Regions from separate parts of the Mus musculus genome. Here region 2 is linked to region 1. A link is a contact called in public Hi-C data. All regions are on one chromosome and are shown on one strand. The core of a region is the stretch at or near the end of the contact, and the rest is flanking DNA. Distances in the headings are between cores, read along the strand shown.

Region 1 (4,317 bases), core at 1,534-4,033:
CTAAGACCAATCATATGATGCATTCATGGAAGAAACAGTGTTGGGTAGTCTCAAGATAACTATTGTCTTTGATCTGTGTGTGTGTGTGTGTGTGTGTGTGTGTGTGTGTGTGTGTGTGTGTGTGTGTGTTCCAAATACAAAGTTGAAGGATAAAAGAACATATAATATGATAGCCAAAATAGAAGAATCTTTTGGAGTAAGATAAGGTTTGGTGAAAGAAAAAGTATCAGCTCAAGATCCACAAGACCAAGCTCTCAGCACAAAGGAGATTTATTTGTCCCAGATGGACAGAAGGCAGGACAAGGACAGGAGACAAAGGACAAGGGAGAAGGGGACGGGAACAAAGGAGAGGAGAGAAAGGGGATAAGGGAGGGGGTGAGGGGTGTTTGCATCTGAGGGACAAAGAACTGCCTCTAGATAGAAAGAAGACATGGCACACAGGAAAATGGCAGTTTATAAAAGTACAAAGGGAAATCCCGTGTTAGGTCAGGTGTTTAATTTTAATTGGGCAAGTTATTAGGTGAGCCAAAGGGGACTTTTGTTTGCTAGACTTCAATAATTTGATAGTCGGACCTTCATAGCCTCCAGAGAAGGGATTGACCAAATAAGGTAATAAACTTTGAGTGTGCGTGTGTGTGTGTGTGTGGGGGGGGGGGGGGTAGCTCCAGGAATGTAACCTAATGGTGTTTAGCCAGGCAGAGGGAATTGGGGAGAAAAACAATCTCTCAAGATGGCCAGGGTCTCTTCATTTGCTGTAGTATGATGATGCTAAGTCTTGTAAGAATGTGCTTGCTAAACCTATTATATTTCCTTAAATTAATAAAAGAGCACAGTGTTACCACACACAGAGACAGACAGACAGACAGACAGACAGACAGACAGACAGACACACACACACACACACACACACACACACACACACTCATTAACCTGTTGGAAATCTACCTCAGAGGATGAGTTTGTCTTGACGGTGGTGCTAACATCCTTTAGCTCTAGATCAGTGAGAGTGACCTGGTTATCTTTTTATCTCGCATGACTTCAGCTTCTCTTCAGACACCTGTTTTCTGAGGTGGCATTGCCTTTTCTGAGGTGAAAGGCATGCCCTCACTTGCAGGATGGCGGAGGATTGAAGAAGGTCTTCTGGTTTGAGAAAGAGAATCGCATTTTTCCTGGGCTCTCCTCAGGACCCACTGTTTTCTCTGCTGGGACTATTTTTCCTCAGAGTGCTTGAGTAACCAAAAATGCTGTGTGTTGGCATCCTATTTGACAAAGTGACAAATTGCTACAGTCTATGGCCTTTTCTACTAAAATAAATTCCACTGTTAAAGCTTTCAAGAATCAGGCCCATCTCCCTCCTACAGCTCTTTGTCTGTTGTCGTAGTCCCAAAAGACCCTCTCATACTTCCTTGACCAAACTGACTTACATAAACACACATCATTTCCAGGTTATACCTTTTTCCATGAGTCCTTCAGTTCCTAAACTATACTGGCTTCTTTCCTGCCTCAAACACCAACATCCTTCTTGCTCAGTTTTTCCCATTTATCTTCACTTCCTCCTTTGCTCCATGTTCTAAACCATGGAACTTTGAAGCCTAGACATATTTCACGTTTCCATTTCAACAACATTAAATTGTGCCATGACCTAGTAATGATCCTAATTAGGTTCTAACCTGAACATTGCTTACATTATTTTGTTTAATCACCCTAGCCATTTGATGCAGGTCTTTCTGTTGCTACCATCCCATGAATAGGGAAGCAAGGCTCAGAACTTGTTCAAAGCCAGCCAATCAGTGGATGGTGGAGCAACTCATCACCCAAGGCTTTGCTTTTGTCTTTTAAATGTAGTCCATTATCTGAAGCTTGTGTCATTGCTTTTGGAGTATGAAGATTGTTGAGAGACCTCAATACAAACCCTTGAATCCGCTCTAATTGTGAGCTGCTCCATCATTGCAGCAGCATCAGTCAGGATACAGTTAAACTCTAGAACAGGGGCTTTTAGGGATCATATTACTGGGGTGGATAACAAGAGGCTTATTGGATATATTCTTCCTAGGAACCCTGATCCTGACCTCTGGCTTGCTCCATGTATTTGGGCCTTGATAGGCCACACAGGGCAGCAACACAGCCTCCTAGGGGGGGAAAAGACCTTTTATACTTTACAGACACTTGGGTTTGAACCCCAGATCTAAGGCTCTGCTGGACCCTGAACAAATACCAGCTTCTGAAAGATAGAAAGAAGGTGGGAGAGTGGGAAACACAAAAGGTAATGAGAACCCCTCTAGTCACAAAAGTGTGCAGGAGATTAAAAGAGATCACATGTGTGGGACCTTTAACATGGTCCCTGGCATGTGGGTCATGCCTCACACTTGAGCTTGCTTTCTTTACAAAGGTTCTTAAACAGACTCTTCAAGAAAGGTGAAGGAGAGGCCCCAGGTCTGCCCTTTGTTTGCTCAGGCTTTGTCCTGAACGTGATGGGGAGTCCTGTACAACACCATTTTCTCCTTGTATGCTTCCTGGAGTCTGGGAGGCTATGGCTGGCAAGACAAGAAATCTCTCTCTCTCTCTCTCTCTCTCTCTCTCTCTCTCTCTCTCTCTCTCTCTCTCTCTCCCTCAGCCTCCCTCCCCTGCCTCCCCCCCTGCCTCCCCCCCCCCTATATATGTATATTCTCTCTGGAGGAGGTTGGGGAGGCAGAGGAAATAAAAAGGTATTGGCCACTGCTGCTGAGGAGGATTTGGCTCTACCCTTGGCCTACTTAACTGTCACCTCTGTGGAGATTTACTTGAGCATCTGATGGCTGCCAGTATCCCTGTCCTTTGAGTATGTCTGCTTGGATCCCAGGTTTGAAGGCAGGAAGATCCTCATGAAAGCTTCTGTTGCTGCATTTCTCTACTAAGTACAGTTCCACTGCAGTCTCTAGCCCCCCTCGCTGACCCTGAAAGTCTAACCACAATCTCATAGAAGCTGCTTCTACCTAGCATGACACCTTCCTCCTTAATTACCCACAGTTGCACATTCAAGTGCGATGGCTCAGAGATGCTGAAACCTTCATTGCTGAGGAAGTGGTTGGGAAGATGGAGAAAAATCCTCAAGAAAAAGAGAAAGGGGGGGAGAGAGAGAGTGAGAGAGAGAGAGAGAGAGAGAGAGAGAGAGAGAGAGAGAGAGAGCATAAGACCATTGTCCTTTTCTTTTCTGTGCTTTCTTAGAGACAGCACGGCCTTTTGCATCACTTTTAAATGGTTGCTAGGGAAACAGAGCAAGAGAGAGGAGAAAGGTTATATGGATACTGGCTAGAACTAATGTGCTTTTTAAATACATGAACTGACAAGTGCTTAAGACTTCAGAGGTTCTGGGAGCATCTCATTTTCAAAGTTCGCCTTATCAGAGCCTCAAGTACCTCCATCTGATCATTAACAATATTTTAATCGCATACAAACTATAATTCATCTCCATCAAAGACTTGTACTGATGGGTTTTATGAAGCATGGCCTCATCAGTGAACTCTCATTGGGTTCTTGGGATGAGGTGTTTGGCATGCTGGACCACAGGTCCCGAGGCTTTGGCATAAAGGATCTTGATGCTGCAGGTCTCATCCCCAGTTGCCTTTTTTATTTTATTTTTTTGGTAAGTAAATCTGAAATCATTAAACTCAAATGCCATGGGTGCCACTCTGTACTGTAGTGACAACTTTGGAATTTTGGTTTCTTAAAAAAAAAACCCACAGAAATATTATAAGAAAATGTTTTCATTTTAACGCAAGATGTGGGATATTGGGCTGCTTCATGTCGTCCACAGCAGTTGACTATGATTTGCCTTGTGCTCTATTAGGTCCATGATTTTGCTAGTTGCAGATATTTTCTGTGATTGTGTGATGCAGGGAATTCTGGGACTTTCCAGATGATATATAAATGCTAGGGCCCTGAGAGGCAGGGTGGGTTATTGGTTATTGTTTTTTTGTTATTGGTTGTTGTTGGTCAAGTTTTGTTAAGTAGCTCTGTGCAAAGAAGAAGAAAGGAGAAGGAATAGACATCTGGACAGTGAAGACCAAACTTGCTCCAAGAAACTCACTGCCCTTAATCAGTAGGAAGTAGTCTAAAGATAACTTTGCCTTTTGTCTTTTCTGTACTGTTTCCTCTTCTATCATTAGGGGTTAAAAGGCAAGAAAATGGTGGGAAAAAGAAGAACCCACAAATACTCAAAGGGGAGCTATATTGTGTGGTAGAGTTTGGGAGGGGTTCAGATGAGGAAAGCAATTGGTAAACAGACACACATGTACGCAATGGTTCTGAGTATTTTTCCTCGTGTGGTGTGACTCCAAA
Region 2 (4,270 bases), core at 86-2,585, 1.0 Mb after region 1:
TGGTATTAATTTAGCATGCTTGCTTCCTTAGAGAGCAGCCTGGAACCCTGTTGGTACAGTGTTATCTTCCAGGCAATGATAATTTAGGAAGCTAGGAGACCTCCATTCAAAATAACTGAGTTTGCACCCTGTTTTCCCCAGTTGCTCCGGGCTTCCATTCCTCTCTCCTGAGTGGATGAAACTCCAGTGTGTCATTCTCATTTGCCTGAAGCGAGCAGGGGCCGGAGACATTGTCACAACAGTTCTTATAGCTCAAGCTATTTGTCTGTCCCTCTGAGGCCAATGGTTTCTTTTTGTCCCAAATAGTCACTGTCCCCAGGGAAGCTGCCATCGCCTTGGCTCTGGAATATCACAGACTTTATTGTATCAACAAGATTTTTCTGTTGGAAAAACTAGTCTCTTATCGGATCAATTTGAGGTTGATGTCTCTGGGACACAATTCAGCGTTTCTCATGAACTTCAACCCTCCTGTTGCACTGAGCACATATATCATGGCTCCCACTGACCTCAGGGCAGGAGTGGGGCAGTAAGGTCCTGGGAAGCAGCTTTGCAGCTGTGAGGAGGGAGGGAGCCAACCTGTCTGAAAGGGCTTCCTCATTTGCAATTGGGATAACAGTCAAACTTGTGAGGGCATCTGAAGGGTCAAGAGGTCCACACCCATGCAAACACCTCAGTTACCACCAGCGCTTTTGTGTTCTACATCTGACCTGGGGTTTGTGCTGGCCTCTGTGGTTCTATAAATAAGTACAAGCCTGGCTTCCCATACACACTCAATATTCCCAGATTTGCTGCCCGTGGGATGAACGCCCCACTTTAAAGTACAAGGGAGATGGAGACGGTTTGGTGAGCAATAGTCAAAAGATCTCTTGCTCATGCACCAATGCCAACTCAGTCATCATGTGGCAAGGCACCTAACTCCTGTGAACTGCATTTCCATGGTGCTGCCTACGGTGAGATGGTAGACTGGGCACACATGTGCACAAAAGGTTTCTTATAAAGCCATATTTCACAAAGTCTTACTGAGCTGTCTCTTCGATCTCCAGCACTTCCTCACAAGGCAACTACAATAACATAGCCACTAAACCACACATGAGTGGCCAGCCTAGATAAAACTTCTTATGGAAGCCCAGCACAGATCTTGCTATAGAGAGTTTTATTGGTGGCATGTGAGGGATACCACTAAAATCCTTGGACTAACTATGGCTGAGAACAGTTTTTAGGGGGCGTCAGATTAAGAGCCTGCATTTTTTTAAATCAGCCGTTCTGCCTTCCACTTGTCTGGTGGAACTGATCTCAGCTCTTCTCTTACTGCCCTCTGGTGGCGACCGCTTGCAATTTCATGACTGCGCCAGGCTGGCTCTAGTCTGGGTGTTCCCCCGCCCCCGCCCCCTTGCTCTCAGCACTAAGCAAGTTTATCGTCAGGTATAACCTTCCCCCTGGATTCATGAGCTCAGAGTATGTGACTTCATGTGGCCACAGTTTGAAAGTATATCAAAAATTATATCAACACGGAACATGTGTATTTCCCCACGTCGTTATTCTGTAAACAAAATAGCTTAAGTACATAACGATTATTTTGCGCTGCGTATTTTAAGTAAAACAGGGCTGATTTAGAGCAGTGTTTTTCAACCCTCCTGATGCTGTGACCCTTTACTACACTTCTACATGTTCTGTTGACTCCCAATCATGGAATTATTTTTGTTGCTACTCCATAACTGTAATTTTGATACGATTATGAATTGTAATGTAAATCTCTGATACACAAGACATCTGATATGCCACTCCTGGGAAAAGGTCATGAACCACTGATTTAAATTATATGCACGGATACTTATTCAGATATGAAACTTGAGCATCCGAGGACGTTGGTATCTGTAGGGAGCTGGGCCTGGGAGCTAATTGCCCGCAAACCAAGAAAAATAAAATTTGTCTTTCTCTTCCTCCCCTAAGGCTCTGGACCTCTCTATTGTCAACTGGCCTTGTTTCTCTATGCACGTCCCATCCAGCCCTGAGCTATCGTCTCAGCGGAGTTGATCCTATCATTCTTGCTTAAAACCCTTTAATGATTTTCACTGTCCTCCAGGGAATCTCTGGGTCCTTGGCACAAAATAAAATATGATCGTCTGTGAAGTCTCCTCTGACCACATCCTTCACTCTGAGCCCTGCCTGTGTCCTTGGGTGGATTGGCCAGGCTGCTTTCGATCCTGTAGCCTTCCTGAGGCCCCCCAGCTCTCCGGAGGTCTCTGGGCTCTGCAGTTCTCCTAGGCTTCCTCCCACTGTCTTGCTATGTGTATTCAATGAGTTCCCGGCTTCTCCCCACCGAAGGCTCTTTCCTCATAGAAGCGTACAACCCAGCTCACGTCATTTTTTTCATTGAGGACCTTGTGCGACAACTCCCTCTCCTAGTCCATTTTCAGCACAGGCCTAAGGCCCCGGCTTTCTACTCTGCAGCGGGCTTCCCCACCAGACCATGTGCTCCCTGACCCAGAAATCGCACTTCATTTGCGGTTTGCAAATCTCTCAGTTCTAAGACAAGGTGCTGTGCTAAAATAGAGAACCAACTCAATAAATGTTGTATGAGAATCCTAGGTAGCCAAGACCTTGAAAAATGGCAGCTGCTCCAAGGGGGAAAGGTAATCGCGATCGCTTTTATTTGCTCAATGATAACAGTGACTCCCGTGAGCGATCATAATAGATTTATTATAAGCAAGCCACCAGAAAGATATTTTTATTCTCTCTTTCGATGAGCCGGCTGCTGCATTATTCACTGAAATGCAATACTATCTCATTTAATCATTACACGAGTCCCAGGAGCTGAGATGAGGGCAGGCGGTGGATCTACTCTCAGTATGAGAAACCGGAAGTTGGGCGGTGACCAATGACCAAGCACCTGAGGATAATATGAATGCCAGAGAGTGAGCCCAGTGTCTACAGCTGCTCTCACAGCAACACAGGTCTGCTATCTTTCATTAATACTCTCCCACCTCTTCCTAAGAGAGGCGCGTCCCTGGAGACGAAGCCAAACACAGAAATGTGCTCTACCTGCAGAGCCGAGCTGTAAAAGCAATCATCCTAGCTTCTCCCGTCTTGCCTTCGGTCCCTAATCAGTTATGGGAGAAATGACAATTCAGAGAGGAGAGGAGACACCCAAGAGGGGCTGCAGCTCACTGGAGGGACCCAAAGGCTTTGTTCCCACAGCTGCGATGTCCAGCTGGCAACACGGGAGCGTAGACATGTAAGATTTGGGTGGGTGACACGGAGACAAAGGGAAAGCGGCACGTCGAGTGAATTAGTGAAGGTGAAATAAACGGTGTTCAGCAACAGATGGGGCTGGGGCTGGGTAATTTTCTTCTGTCACCTCCCCTCAGGTAATAGATAATCCTGCAGCTGCCAGGGCTCCGGGGAAGACAGGCGCACAGCCCCAGTATCCTTCCTGTTGGGAGCCATGCCCCTCATCCCTTAACCTGTCTCCATGATAAAAATCTTAAGAGAGCAAACTTTTTGCAAGACGTATAGTGGCGATTTAACTCAGTCCCGGCTAAGGTTGCTATCTGTCAGGCTGTCGGGGTGACAGGCAGATTTGTAAATGCTCTGGCTCCAGTGTCAGGTTGAAGGTGACATTTTTCAGCAGGAGAAATTTTTTTCTCTCCATCTCTCATTGAGACAGCACAACTGAGAACACAGAAAGTGATCCTCTGAATATCCCCGTGCCCCTCAGCCTTGCTGACCCAGGCTGTGGACCTCTGAGCTCCCTGATTCCTGTTCAGTTCCTCCTATCTACCTCTGACACCCCTGAAAGGCCAGGCTCAAGGGAACTCCCCGAGAAAGGTCAAATACCCAGGCCCGCCTCCCCACTCCATCTCTCTCTCAGGTCTGCCCATGATGACTTATAATGATTTGTCTTGGCTGGCGGTGGCTCTGACAGTCCCATTATAAATACTCACACAGATTCATTAGCGACAGTACAAAACCCAGAATCCCAACTAAATTCAGCTAATGCCCTGGCATGCTATTTCTTGGCCGAAACATCTCATACTGGCCCTGGATGCTCAGAGCCATTGCCCTTGATCTCTTCCTGAAATCCTTAATCCACTCCCAGCATGCCGTATTAACCCTTTCATTCCCCCATCCTCGCTCAGTTCTGAAGGATCTTATGGAGGGACAGTGATTTGGCTTACTGATTTTCAGCCCAGTTCTCTACACTTATTTTTCAATCCTTGGGAAGGTACTCTGTGCCCTGATGCTAAGCAGGAGGCAAACTTTCTTTTCC

What was found. A called contact is a pair of places that touch in the nucleus more often than the background predicts.
Region 2: a contact with region 1 is called in a Hi-C map of rod photoreceptor, with 6 times the contacts expected there. The contact joins two enhancer-like sites. A contact is called at or near these places in 1 of 484 Hi-C or Micro-C datasets (rod photoreceptor) and 1 of 9 other capture datasets (embryonic stem cells).

Annotation. Positions count from the first base shown.
Region 1 is chr9:28,592,013-28,596,329 of GRCm38.p6, forward strand. The region is part of intron 2 of Opcml (opioid binding protein/cell adhesion molecule-like); the gene reads left to right. Among named protein-coding and RNA genes, the nearest start is that of Gm39313, 200 kb to the left of the region's middle. Within about 2 kb of position 2,784, at least 3 of the 459 cell types and tissues checked have an H3K27ac peak or open chromatin away from gene starts, as enhancers often do. A contact at or near this core is called in rod photoreceptor, where this site is marked.
Region 2 is chr9:29,642,141-29,646,410 of GRCm38.p6, forward strand. It overlaps a transcript of Ntm not described here. Among named protein-coding and RNA genes, the nearest start is that of Gm15521, 12 kb to the left of the region's middle. Within about 2 kb of position 1,336, at least 4 of the 459 cell types and tissues checked have an H3K27ac peak or open chromatin away from gene starts, as enhancers often do. A contact at or near this core is called in rod photoreceptor, where this site is marked.